Regions from separate parts of the Sus scrofa genome. Here region 1 is linked to region 2. A link is a contact called in public HiChIP or PLAC-seq data. All regions are on one chromosome and are shown on one strand. The core of a region is the stretch at or near the end of the contact, and the rest is flanking DNA. Distances in the headings are between cores, read along the strand shown. Region 1 overlaps UBAC2 (ubiquitin-associated domain-containing protein 2). Region 2 overlaps UBAC2 (ubiquitin-associated domain-containing protein 2).

Evidence for each region. HiChIP or PLAC-seq counts read pairs in DNA pulled down with a chosen protein or histone mark.
Region 1: an H3K27ac HiChIP or PLAC-seq map of alveolar macrophages shows a contact between it and region 2, with 2.9 times the contacts expected there. The contact joins two enhancer-like sites. A contact is called at or near these places in 2 of 47 Hi-C or Micro-C datasets (blood and fetal liver) and 2 of 2 datasets of contacts at active chromatin or transcription factors (alveolar macrophages and skeletal muscle).

Annotation. Positions count from the first base shown.
Region 1 is chr11:68,292,533-68,297,873 of Sscrofa11.1, forward strand. The region is part of intron 8 of UBAC2 (ubiquitin-associated domain-containing protein 2); the gene reads left to right. Among named protein-coding and RNA genes, the nearest start is that of GPR183, 47 kb to the left of the region's middle. Within about 2 kb of position 1,764, at least 26 of the 83 cell types and tissues checked have an H3K27ac peak or open chromatin away from gene starts, as enhancers often do. A contact at or near this core is called in alveolar macrophages, where this site is marked.
Region 2 is chr11:68,210,551-68,215,370 of Sscrofa11.1, forward strand. All of the region lies in intron 5 of UBAC2 (ubiquitin-associated domain-containing protein 2), which reads left to right. Among named protein-coding and RNA genes, the nearest start is that of GPR18, 21 kb to the left of the region's middle. Within about 2 kb of position 3,086, at least 16 of the 83 cell types and tissues checked have an H3K27ac peak or open chromatin away from gene starts, as enhancers often do. A contact at or near this core is called in alveolar macrophages, where this site is marked.

The DNA of each region.
Region 1 (5,341 bases), core at 514-3,013, 81 kb after region 2:
CTGAAGGGTGGAGCGGCTGTAGCAGTTCCTAAAAATGACATAGCAGTGTTCATGGCGCCCCAGTAGTTACAACAGTGTATCAAAGATCAGTGGTCACAGATCACCATAACAAATAGGATGAAAATGAAAAAGGTTAAAATATTACAAGAAGTACCAGAATGTGGCACAGAAACACGAAGTGATATTGGAAAAATGTCCCGCCTAGTCTTGCCCAGTGCAGGGCTGTCACAGACCTTCAGTGTGTAAGAAGTGCAGCACCCGCAAAGCCCAGCAAATCGAGATATGCCTGCGTTCACAGCAGTGATGCCATCCAGAGGCTGCTGGCATAGTCCCAGGAGGGGCCATGAAGACTGAAACAGTGCCAGGCTCCCTCCTTCAGAGGAGAGATCGGTGCTACTTAAGGATTGGCCAGATTTGATGTACAAAGCAAAGCGTGAGTCCCAGAGAGTCAGCAGGCCCTCAGGCGTCGGGCCCGGCGTTGGCTGAAGGACGAGTGAGGGAACGAGAGGAGATCACTGCAGGGTGAGGTGGGTGACCTCTCTGGGGAGAGACGAGAAAGAGAGGGGGCGTCGTGAGTAGCCTCCCAGTCTCACTTTTAATAACCAGCCTCACCTCTTCTACCCAAACACCTACTGCTAACAAGTACCACACCTAGTTTTAGTTTGGGCTTTTATTTAATCATTTTTATGTAGGGCTAAAGTTGAGGAGGAAAAAAAATTGACAGAGAAGGGAGGAAGCCAAAGAAGTCACACAGGAAGCAGTTATCCGCGCGCCCCGAGGCGCTCCTTCCTTCGTATTTTCAAGGAAGCTGTGTCTCAGCCGCCCTCCTCGCCGTCCTCACCGCACCGCACGCCACCCCTCCCTCCTCACAAGAGACGAGCCCTCCCGTCCCCCACACGCGCAAAACCGAGCCTCCCCCCAAAAGGTGGGGAGAAAGGTCCCCGTCGGAGGAGGGGGCGCGGCCAGCCTCTGGGAAGCGCGAGCCTGCTTCCCGCAGAATCCGGCCTCAGGACACCGTCTGGGGGCCGCGCCGCTTCCTGACCGCAGGCTCTCCGGGCCCCCCTTCAGTGCCTTGGCCGGCACCTCCCAACCAAGAAGGGGTGGGCCCTAGAGGCCGAGGGCCCCGAGCTCCAGCCGACCTGAGGACCAGAGCCAGGAGGAGGAGGCGCCGGGCAGAGGGCAGCCGCGCCGGGAAACCGCACCCATCTTACTCCTGGCAAAACCGCTCTGTCGGATGCCCAGGTGTCTGAGCCCCCAGAACTAGTCAGTGGGAGGAAAACGCGAAACCGCAGAACTAGCCCGGGACTTGGCTCGTTTCCCTCTAGTTGATGGTTTTCTCCCAACACCCGCAGCCCAGAGGGATGCTGGAGGGACCGCTTGTGGCGGCCACGCAAGCGTGAGGAGGTGGCAGCTGCCGCGTGTTCCCGAGGCAGCACTGAGGAGCTGTTTCCGGATGCCTGATGGGCTTTCTCCCGAGCCTCGAGACTGTCCCTCTGTCCTTCGTCCCCATGATGGACGGGTTGCTAGTCTGTGTGTGTGTGTGTGTGTTGGTGGGGGGGCGGTTCTTTTTCTTTGTTTTCCACGAAGCTGTTGCTGACGGCAGCAGCCTCTGGCGTGGTTGCTGTGCCCCGCGTTAGCAGCGCTCACTGTCGGGCCTCCGTCTAGTCAGCCGCCTCCCCAGCCCTCAGTCACATGCTGCAGCCTCGGCGCTTCTGGCTTAGTTGTTAATGTGCCGTTGCTTTGTCAACCCAGCCAAGCTCTTTCAGGCCCTAGGAAATTAGTCACTTCTCTGTGAGTCACAGCCCCGTCTACCTGGCCGCAGGGCCCTGCATGGCATGTAGAAGATAAGCCCTGCAGCAAAGCGTGTTCATGCCTACACTGCGAGCTGCGGCTTCCAGAGACCCTGGCAGCAGTGCTGTGCGTTAAGATGCCCTTCTCTCCCAGGGTCCCCTGTGCAGTGTCACCGCCACCACCGGGTCTCCCGGGGGCAGGGGGGAGGGGGTTGCCTCTGAAACTGCTGGTTCCTGTGTCCGAGGGAGAGGGCAGCCCGGCCTGCCTTCAAGATCCATCAGCGTGTGTCTGCTCTCGGGCCGCTTGCTGCAGCCCCTCGCCCCGGTCCGTCCCACACTTGCGCCCCATGTGACAGCTCACCGGGAGCTCTTTGCTCAAGACAGTCCCACAGAACTTCCCTCGGGGACACGTCCACTGGTGTGTTCACTCAGCCAGCACTTCTTCAGGACTTACACGCGCAGGTGCCCGCGAGGCTGCGGCGACGGGGACAAGACAGATGGCCGAGGGCCTCAGGGAGCTCGTCCCCTGCCGTGAGGTTCCTGCCAGGGAACCCATCACCGAAGTGCAGTGTGCCATGTCCCCTCCCTGGAAAGGAACAGTGAGATATGAGGGCACGTACCCCAGACGGCGTAGACAGGGCTCTGCCAGGAGTCCAGAACGAGAGTCTGGAGTTGGGGAGGGACCAGTGCAGCGCAGACGGGCGGCCGGGCGGCCCTAGGAAGAAGCCTGAAGTCTGTCCTAACACCAGCGGGGCCCGAGGAGGGTCAAAGAAGAGTATCTGCAGAGATCCGAAAAGGCTTTTCATGTGCTCTGCTTTTTTCCCCTGACTGTATATCTACATTGGCTGGATTTTTTTCTTTTTTAATTTACTGCAGAAGCCAGAGTAGCATGTAACAGAATTGAGTGCAAAAGGAGATAGGAGCCCAGCCATCTTCCATTAAGTCAGACATTAAAGAGATTTACAAAAATAGAAACTAGTGATATTCTTCTCATTAAGTATTTTTCTGTTTTGGAGAACACTGATTTTTTTCATATAAAAGTACGTTAGCAAGTAGCGCGTTTGTGATTGCTATTGATGAAGAAAGAATTTAAGATTAATAAAAAGGCAGCAGGGAACCACTGAAGGGTTTTTAAACAGAGAGGTGACATGGTGAGACTTCTAACTCAGAGAAATCACTCTGAACACCCTCCCCCCAGCCCCCAAATGATGGTGGTTTACACAGGACAGGGAGAGTCAGGGTGGCGAGAATTGGATGGACCCCAGAGGTACTTGAGAGTTACAGTCAGCTGAGCCTGCGGAGCCGGCTTGTGCAGTGGGGACGTTGATGTCATTTGCTGAGGCTGGGGACACAGGAAGAGATGTGGGGTTGAAGATGAGTTTTGTCTGGGACCTGTTCCCTTTCAGATGGCGCTGTAGCATCTCAGGGGAAGTAGTGGGGAGAGCCAGTTCTGTGGCTCTGAGGCACAGCACCCAGTCTTGGGGGGGGGGGGTCCTCCACCATGTGGGTGGTAACCGAAGCCCTGGGGACAGACGTGGAAGGAGAAGAGGAATACGCCTATCAGAACCTTGAGGGACAGCAACCTGTAAAGGATACGGGCTGGCGAGGGCAGCTCTGAGGGTGTGACCAGAAGGCTCGGAGACCAGGAAGGTGTGATGCCACGGAAGCCAGGGAGGGGCATCACGGGGGGGTGGAGGGAGCAGCCAGGGGTTGGGCTGAGACCAGAGGAGGCGCCACTGGTCAGGCAGGGGGTGTTAGTGGTAACCTGGTGACAAAGCAAAGATGGTCAGATACCTGACTGGGAGCTTCTAGAAGGTCAGATACCTGACAGGGAGCTTCTAGAAGGCCGGATGTTGTCTTAGTTCTCTTTCTAGCTTGTGGCCTTGGGTACTGCTGGGTACTTGAGTGGACACTCAGTAGTTCCACTAATTTTAGCTTAACTGATGAGCTGAAACACTCTGGTCTTTTCTGCCTCCGAACTCCATGCTAGCCCATCCCCACACATTAAATGTGCAGGTGGTCCCCGAGGGTCTGGCAGAACTCCCCAGCACCGTGTCATGGTTACAGATGGGCTGAGATGTCCATCCCCGCAGCCCCCAGGGCAGCTAGGAAGAGCCTAGAGCTGCCAGGCTAATTGCCAGCAGCTCTGGCTGTCCCGTGTGTCACATAAATCTGTCTTCCTGTATCTGCCATAGTCTGTCTCAGGATTAGTAATTCCTGTAGAGGTGCCACCTTGCCTCCTCCATGCCTAAGGCAAGAATCATTAGCGGTCACATCACTGTTTCCTGATGAACCCACCCCCTCCCCTGGAACCTTCCCGACTCGGTCCACAGGCAGGCAGGCAGTGCAGTGGAGGTGGCCCACTTGATAGCACACAGGTCACTGAAGACTGCGAAGAAAGGATGCAGTTTTTTTCCCAGTGAGCAACCTTTTCAAAATAAGATAAAGATGCTTTGGGGAAGAAACGTAATTGTTCTCAACCGTCCCGTTCATCACGCCCACTCTGTGATTGTTCTCCGTTTCACTCTTCGGTGGAACCCCTCCCTGGTGGGGAGTCAGCTCAGGCTGCCTGGGGCAGAGCGCATTGCCGGCCACCTGGGGGGGGTTCTATGCACATCTCCCCCCAGCACAGCCCACCAGGGTCCTGTGGTCGAGCTGGGAAGACAAGGAATAAGACTGTGCGATGTGATGCAGATATTAGATAGTAAGAATAGGTTATATATGTAATAAGCTTTTAGATATTTTCAAGCTCTGTTTTAAATGCTATACAGTATTAACTCATTTATTTCTCATATCCTTGTGAAATAGTGTCATTATTATTCCCATATCACAGATGAGAAAACTGAGATTCCGAGAAGTTTAAAAAAAAACCCTGGGGCCTAAGGTGACATGAGAAGCGGCAGAGCTGGGATTTGAACCCAGTATTCTGGCTCTGGAGCCTGCTCTCAGCACTCAGGTCCTCAGCTTTCTGTTCCACTGTCACTACTCCCTAGCACTGCTTCCGCCCAAGAAGGAGGAATGGACCCATTCTCAGTCGCCGGTCTTCAGACAGGCTGACAGAAAGGCCTGGTTCTCCTCTCCACTGTTGAAATCACCCCCATCCTTTAAAATGCAGCCAAGGAGTTCCCTGGTGGCTCTGCAGGTTGAGGACCCAGCGTGGTCACTGCTGTGGCGCAAGTTCAAGTTCTGGTCCAGGAACTTCTGCATGCCATGGGCGTGGCCAAAAGTAAATACAGCTCAGCCAGGCCCCCGTCCTTTTTGAAGGTTCCCCTCCAGCTCTGGCTGCGGATGGTCAGTGCCCATTCTGAACATTTCTTTCTTGGTCACATGCCACCCCGCCTAGTTCCGGTTTTTCTCTCGCTGGATGTCTGCCCGAGAAGATGGGGAGCTCCACGGGAGCACGCACCAGACCGCGCGCCTTGCCCTTCTCCCCCGTGGGAGCTGCCAGGGCCCCGAGGCCCCCGGGGAGCTCTTCACAGAACGGACGCTTCCTGAACAGATCTTCTGTTCCAGAACCTGCCAAAGCCTTGAGATCTACGTCTGCGTGCCGA
Region 2 (4,820 bases), core at 1,836-4,335:
TGTCAGTAGGTCACGTTGGTTGATATATTTTTAATCTTCTGTAACCCTACTGGTTTTCTGTCCACCTGTTCTGTTAGTTACAGAGCAAGAAATGTTGAGTACTTGAACTCTAATTGTGAATGTGTCTATTTCTTCTTTTTGATTATCTTCAACTTCAGCTTTCTGTAGTCTCCTTAATTTTTTTTAATTACTCAGTGAATTTTATTGCATTTATAGTTGTACAACAATCATCACAACCAAATTTTATAGCATTTCTATCCCAATCCCTCAGTGCATCCCCCCACCCCCAAACCTGTCTCCTTTGGAAACCATAAGTTTTTCAAAGTCTGTGAGTGAGAATCAGTTCTGCAAAGAAGTTCATTGTGACCTTTGTTTAGATTTCACATGTCAGTGATAGCATTTGATGTTGGTGTCTCATTGTCTGACTGACTTCACTTAGCATGATAATTCCTAGGTCCATCCATGTTGCTGCAAATGCTGTCATTTTTTTCCTTTTAATGGCTGAGTAATATTCCATTGTGTATATGTACCACATCTTTATCCATTTCTCTGTCAATGGACATTTAGGTTGTTTCCATGTCTTGGCTACTGTATATAGTGCTGCAGTGAACATTGGAGTACCTGTGTCTTTTCACCTCATAGTTTTCTCTGGATAGATAGATCCCCAGGAGTGGGATTGCTGAATCAACTGACCTCCTTAATTCTTAATGGAGTACTTTGTTCACAAGTGTTTTCAAAGTTAGCCTTTGTGTGGCAAAGCTTTGAGTCCTTGTATACATGAAGGTATTTTTTCACTTGCTGTCACATTTAAATAATTTGGATGGATAAAAATTCTAGGTTGAAATTCTCTTTCTTCAACATTTTAATAGTATTTCTGTACTACCCTATTGAATTCCCTGTGTCTTTTGAGAAATCTGAGGTTGGCCTTGTTCCTTTGTCATTTGTTTATAACAAAAGTTTGGAAGTTTTTAGAATATCCTCTTGTCTTTCTTAAATACCACCATAATGTGTCTATGTATAAGTTATCTTTAATGTTTCTGAGTCTGATTTCATATTTTTAATATTTTGTTTCTTACATCAGTATAATACATATTTTAACTTGGGGTTAATCTGGTCTCAGCATTCTGCTTTCATTAATAATATTGCTTAGCTTGTGTTTCTCTTTCATTGTGGTTTATTCTGAGGCTGTCTTGTCATTTTGGCCTCTGTACTCATGTTCCACTAAGGCCACTGAACCTCTTTGGCAATGTCAGAGCAGCTGGGGGTGCGTGAGCCCCCCAGGAGAGAGAGCCCACAGTCACCATAGAGCCTGTTTGCTGACATTCCATCAGACGTGCAGTCTAGTTGTGGATTCACCTTCAAACTCTCTGAAATAAACAGTGCTGAGAAGAAGTAGTTTTTACATGGAAATGTGTATGGGGCGGGGGTGGGTGGGGGCATGGAGGAAGAAATAGCTGAGGGAGTGCTGTCACCAGAACTGCCGAGTTGACAGGTTGCCCGGAGATCTGCTCATTCCTCCTTTGTGGCCGTTTGTGATGAGGTGCTTTGAGGCAGTTCTGCTTTCATCTCTTTTGGTTGTCCACCTGGTGGCCACTGTCCATCAGGGAACTCCCACGTTTCTCTTCTTGAATTTTTCCTGATTTATTTTTATCATTTCTCTTCCATTTTCTTGGTTCTCTCTTTCTGAAAAATCCTACCGTCTGGGTGTTCAGCCTCTTGGACAGGACTACTTTAATCTTTTTTTCCTTCTCTTTTCTTTCTTTTCGTATTTTTACTCTCCTTGCCAGGGGACATCTTGAACTCTGTCTTCCTATTGTAATTATTATTTTAAAATAAACGTTTACTGAAGTACAACGTGTACATGGAAAAGTGTCCATATCTAAGTCTGGAGCTCCTGGAATTTTTACGGAGTGACCCCCTTTTAAACACTGTCCAGATGAAGGAACAGAGCGTCACTTCATCCTAAAAGACCCACTTGTGCTGCCTCCCAGGCATGCTTCCTCCCCAGAGTCTGTCCTGACTTGAACCCTGGTGTAGTTTTGTCTGGCTTTGACCTCTATGTAAATGCAGATGGGGACTTCTGTCTCTGGTGTCATTCTCTCAACATCATGTTTACATTGCTGCCCGTGGCGGTGGTTCCCGCTTTATTTATCATCGTGTGGTGTCTCGTGTGAATTGCTACTGTTGATGGACATTGGGCTGGTTTCTGGTTTGGGATGGTTGTCAGGACTGTTGCCGTGAACATCCTTGAACTTGTCTTTTGTGAGGTGGACGTCTGCGTTTCTGTTGGGTGTACCTGGGAGCTGAAAGCTGAGTCGGAAGGTGTACGTACCTTTGGCCAGTTTTCCTGTGGGTCAGGAATCTGGGAGCAGCTTAGCCGGGTGGCCCTGGCCCTGAGTCTCTCGTGGGGTTGCAGTCAGAATGGTCACCTGAAGGCCTGCCTTGCCTGGAAGACCCTCTCCCCAAACTTCCCAGTCACAGGGCTGTCAGCAGGAAGCCTCTGCTCCCCCGCACGAAGCTGCCTGCCCCCAGCGCGGCCGGTCCAAGACCTAGCAGCTCTTTTCATTTTAGTCCTTCTAGTGGATGGGCAGGGACAGATGAGTGGGCTTGTACTTTGTATTTCCTTGACGGCTAATGACATTAGGTACCTTTTCCTCTCTTGAGTTCCTTTTAAATATGTGTGCTGTCTTAGTTTCAGTTTCCAGGAGTTCCTTCGTATTTTCTGAGTGTCTGTTCTCGCGGGCGCCCTGTCTGGGTCTCATGGCTGCAGTCTTTTTCTCCTCTCGTGAGGTTAAGGATAACCCTCCACCCCACCTCAAGGTTTTCATTTGCCTGCACGATGTCTGTTTCTTCTGAGTTCCTTTTTTCCCTCCTTGTTTTCTGCTTTTGATGTTAGGGGCTTTCCTTAAGCGCCTTTGAGCCTTTGGCTGTTTATATGTAACAGGCCCAGTTTTTGAAAAAGCTGGTTGAGGAAATGGCTTGGGTGCCAAGGCCCGAATGCCCCTCACAGGCTTCATGGTAGAGTCCCCTCCCTGGGCTGTTCTCAGTGAACCCCCAGGATCAGGATCTAAAACATACGCCCCCTTCTTCCCTCAGGAACTGTCGCATTCCCCAGGGCCTGTTCTCCAGTCTGCAGCCTGGGCTGTAGGTCTGGGAGTCTGCACATTTAGTATGTAAACTTTGAGTTCTAGTCTTGCATTTGCATGCTTGGCCATGCAAAGGAGTCCCCCAGTCCAGGCCCCTCCTGTTGCCTTTTCTAGATAATTACCGCCCCCTCCCCGCCAGAGAGTCAGCAGGTGGGCAGAGGGCTGGGAGGGGTCAGTGCTCCCACCCACCTCCCACCTCTCAGCAGATCTGGGAAAATGTGGAGCTGCTAATCCTGCCGCCCTTAGGAAGCTCCAGGGTTACTCCGTTTGTGTCTCAGATTTGACCATTGCTGGTTTAGCATTTCCTTTTCTCAGGTTTTCAGGTTAGTTATCACTCTACTCATGTTTTCCAGCTGGAAAAAATTTTAAGGTCGTTAACTCTTTGTGGGTTTATGCCTTTAAAAAAATCTTTTAATGCCATTCTTATGAGGCTTTAGGAGAGAAACAGGGAGGGAAGTACGTGTGCTAAATCCACCTTCTTTAACTGGCAATGTTGTGGTTTTTAAAGTGTGTGTGTTTTAAGAACACTTAAAATAGTGAAATCAAATGATTTTTTTCTCCATCTGTTATTATATCAGGTTACCTCTATAAGCGTTCGGAAATCTCAGTAAAGTCGTTGTGTGTATATCATCCTCCAACAGTGTTCTTTTACACAAAGTGAGATAGACTTTGTAATCACAGTTCTATTTTGTCTTAACTTCCATGAGCCTATTTCCTGGACTTTGAGCGCTGCAGTCAGTTTTATCTCATCCCAGCCCCTCACCCAGTCCCGGCAACTGTGAGCCATGATCTCTTCAGGGCTGCTCCTCTGTTTCTTTGCAGGCTGTGTTTTAGGTACCTGCATTCTACTCCCTGTGATCTGCTGGAGAGCTGGTGATGAAAGGAGCCGGCGACAGCGCGTGTGTGTACACGCACATGCACACACACACTCTGTCTTAGGATCTGTCTACTGGAATTTATTGTTCTTCGAATTTCTGCAGATACACAGCTACCAACAGGATAAATTTCCTGCCGGTCTTATCATAAAGGGACCTTCCTGTTGTTCTTGATGATCAGATTCTATTTTTGACATGGATCTGATCCTGCCTCTTGGCATTGCAAAGGGTAAAACTTTCTAGAACTGGGTACAATTGATTCAAGAGGCTAAGAAACAAGTATTATGGTACCGCCGTAGTTATTTGGTGGATTAACTTGGTTATTTAGACCTATATTAAAGAATCAATCATAGATATTTAATGTAATTCTTAATGTTTTGCTCTAAATGAAACTCATTTGGGGAGTTCCTGTCGTGGCGCAGTGGTTAACGAATCCGACTAGGAACCATGAGGTTGCAGGTTCGGTCCCTGCCCTTGCTCAGTGGGTTAACGATCCGGCGTTGCCGTGAGCTGTGGTGTAGGTTGCAGACGTGGCTCGGATCCTGCGTTGCCGTGGCTCTGGCGTAGGCCGGTGGCTACAGCTCCGATTCGACCCCTAGCCTGGGAACCTCCATATGCCGCGGGAGTGGCCCAAGAAATAGCAACAACAACAACAACAAAAGACAAAAAGACAAAAAAAAAAAAAAAAGAAAGAAACTCGTTTGGGCTGCAGTGTTAACTGCAGTCACAGAATTGGTACCAAGAGATAGTTTTAACTTTTAATCTTAACAGTGCTAAGGGGTTGGGTTCTCTCGCAGTG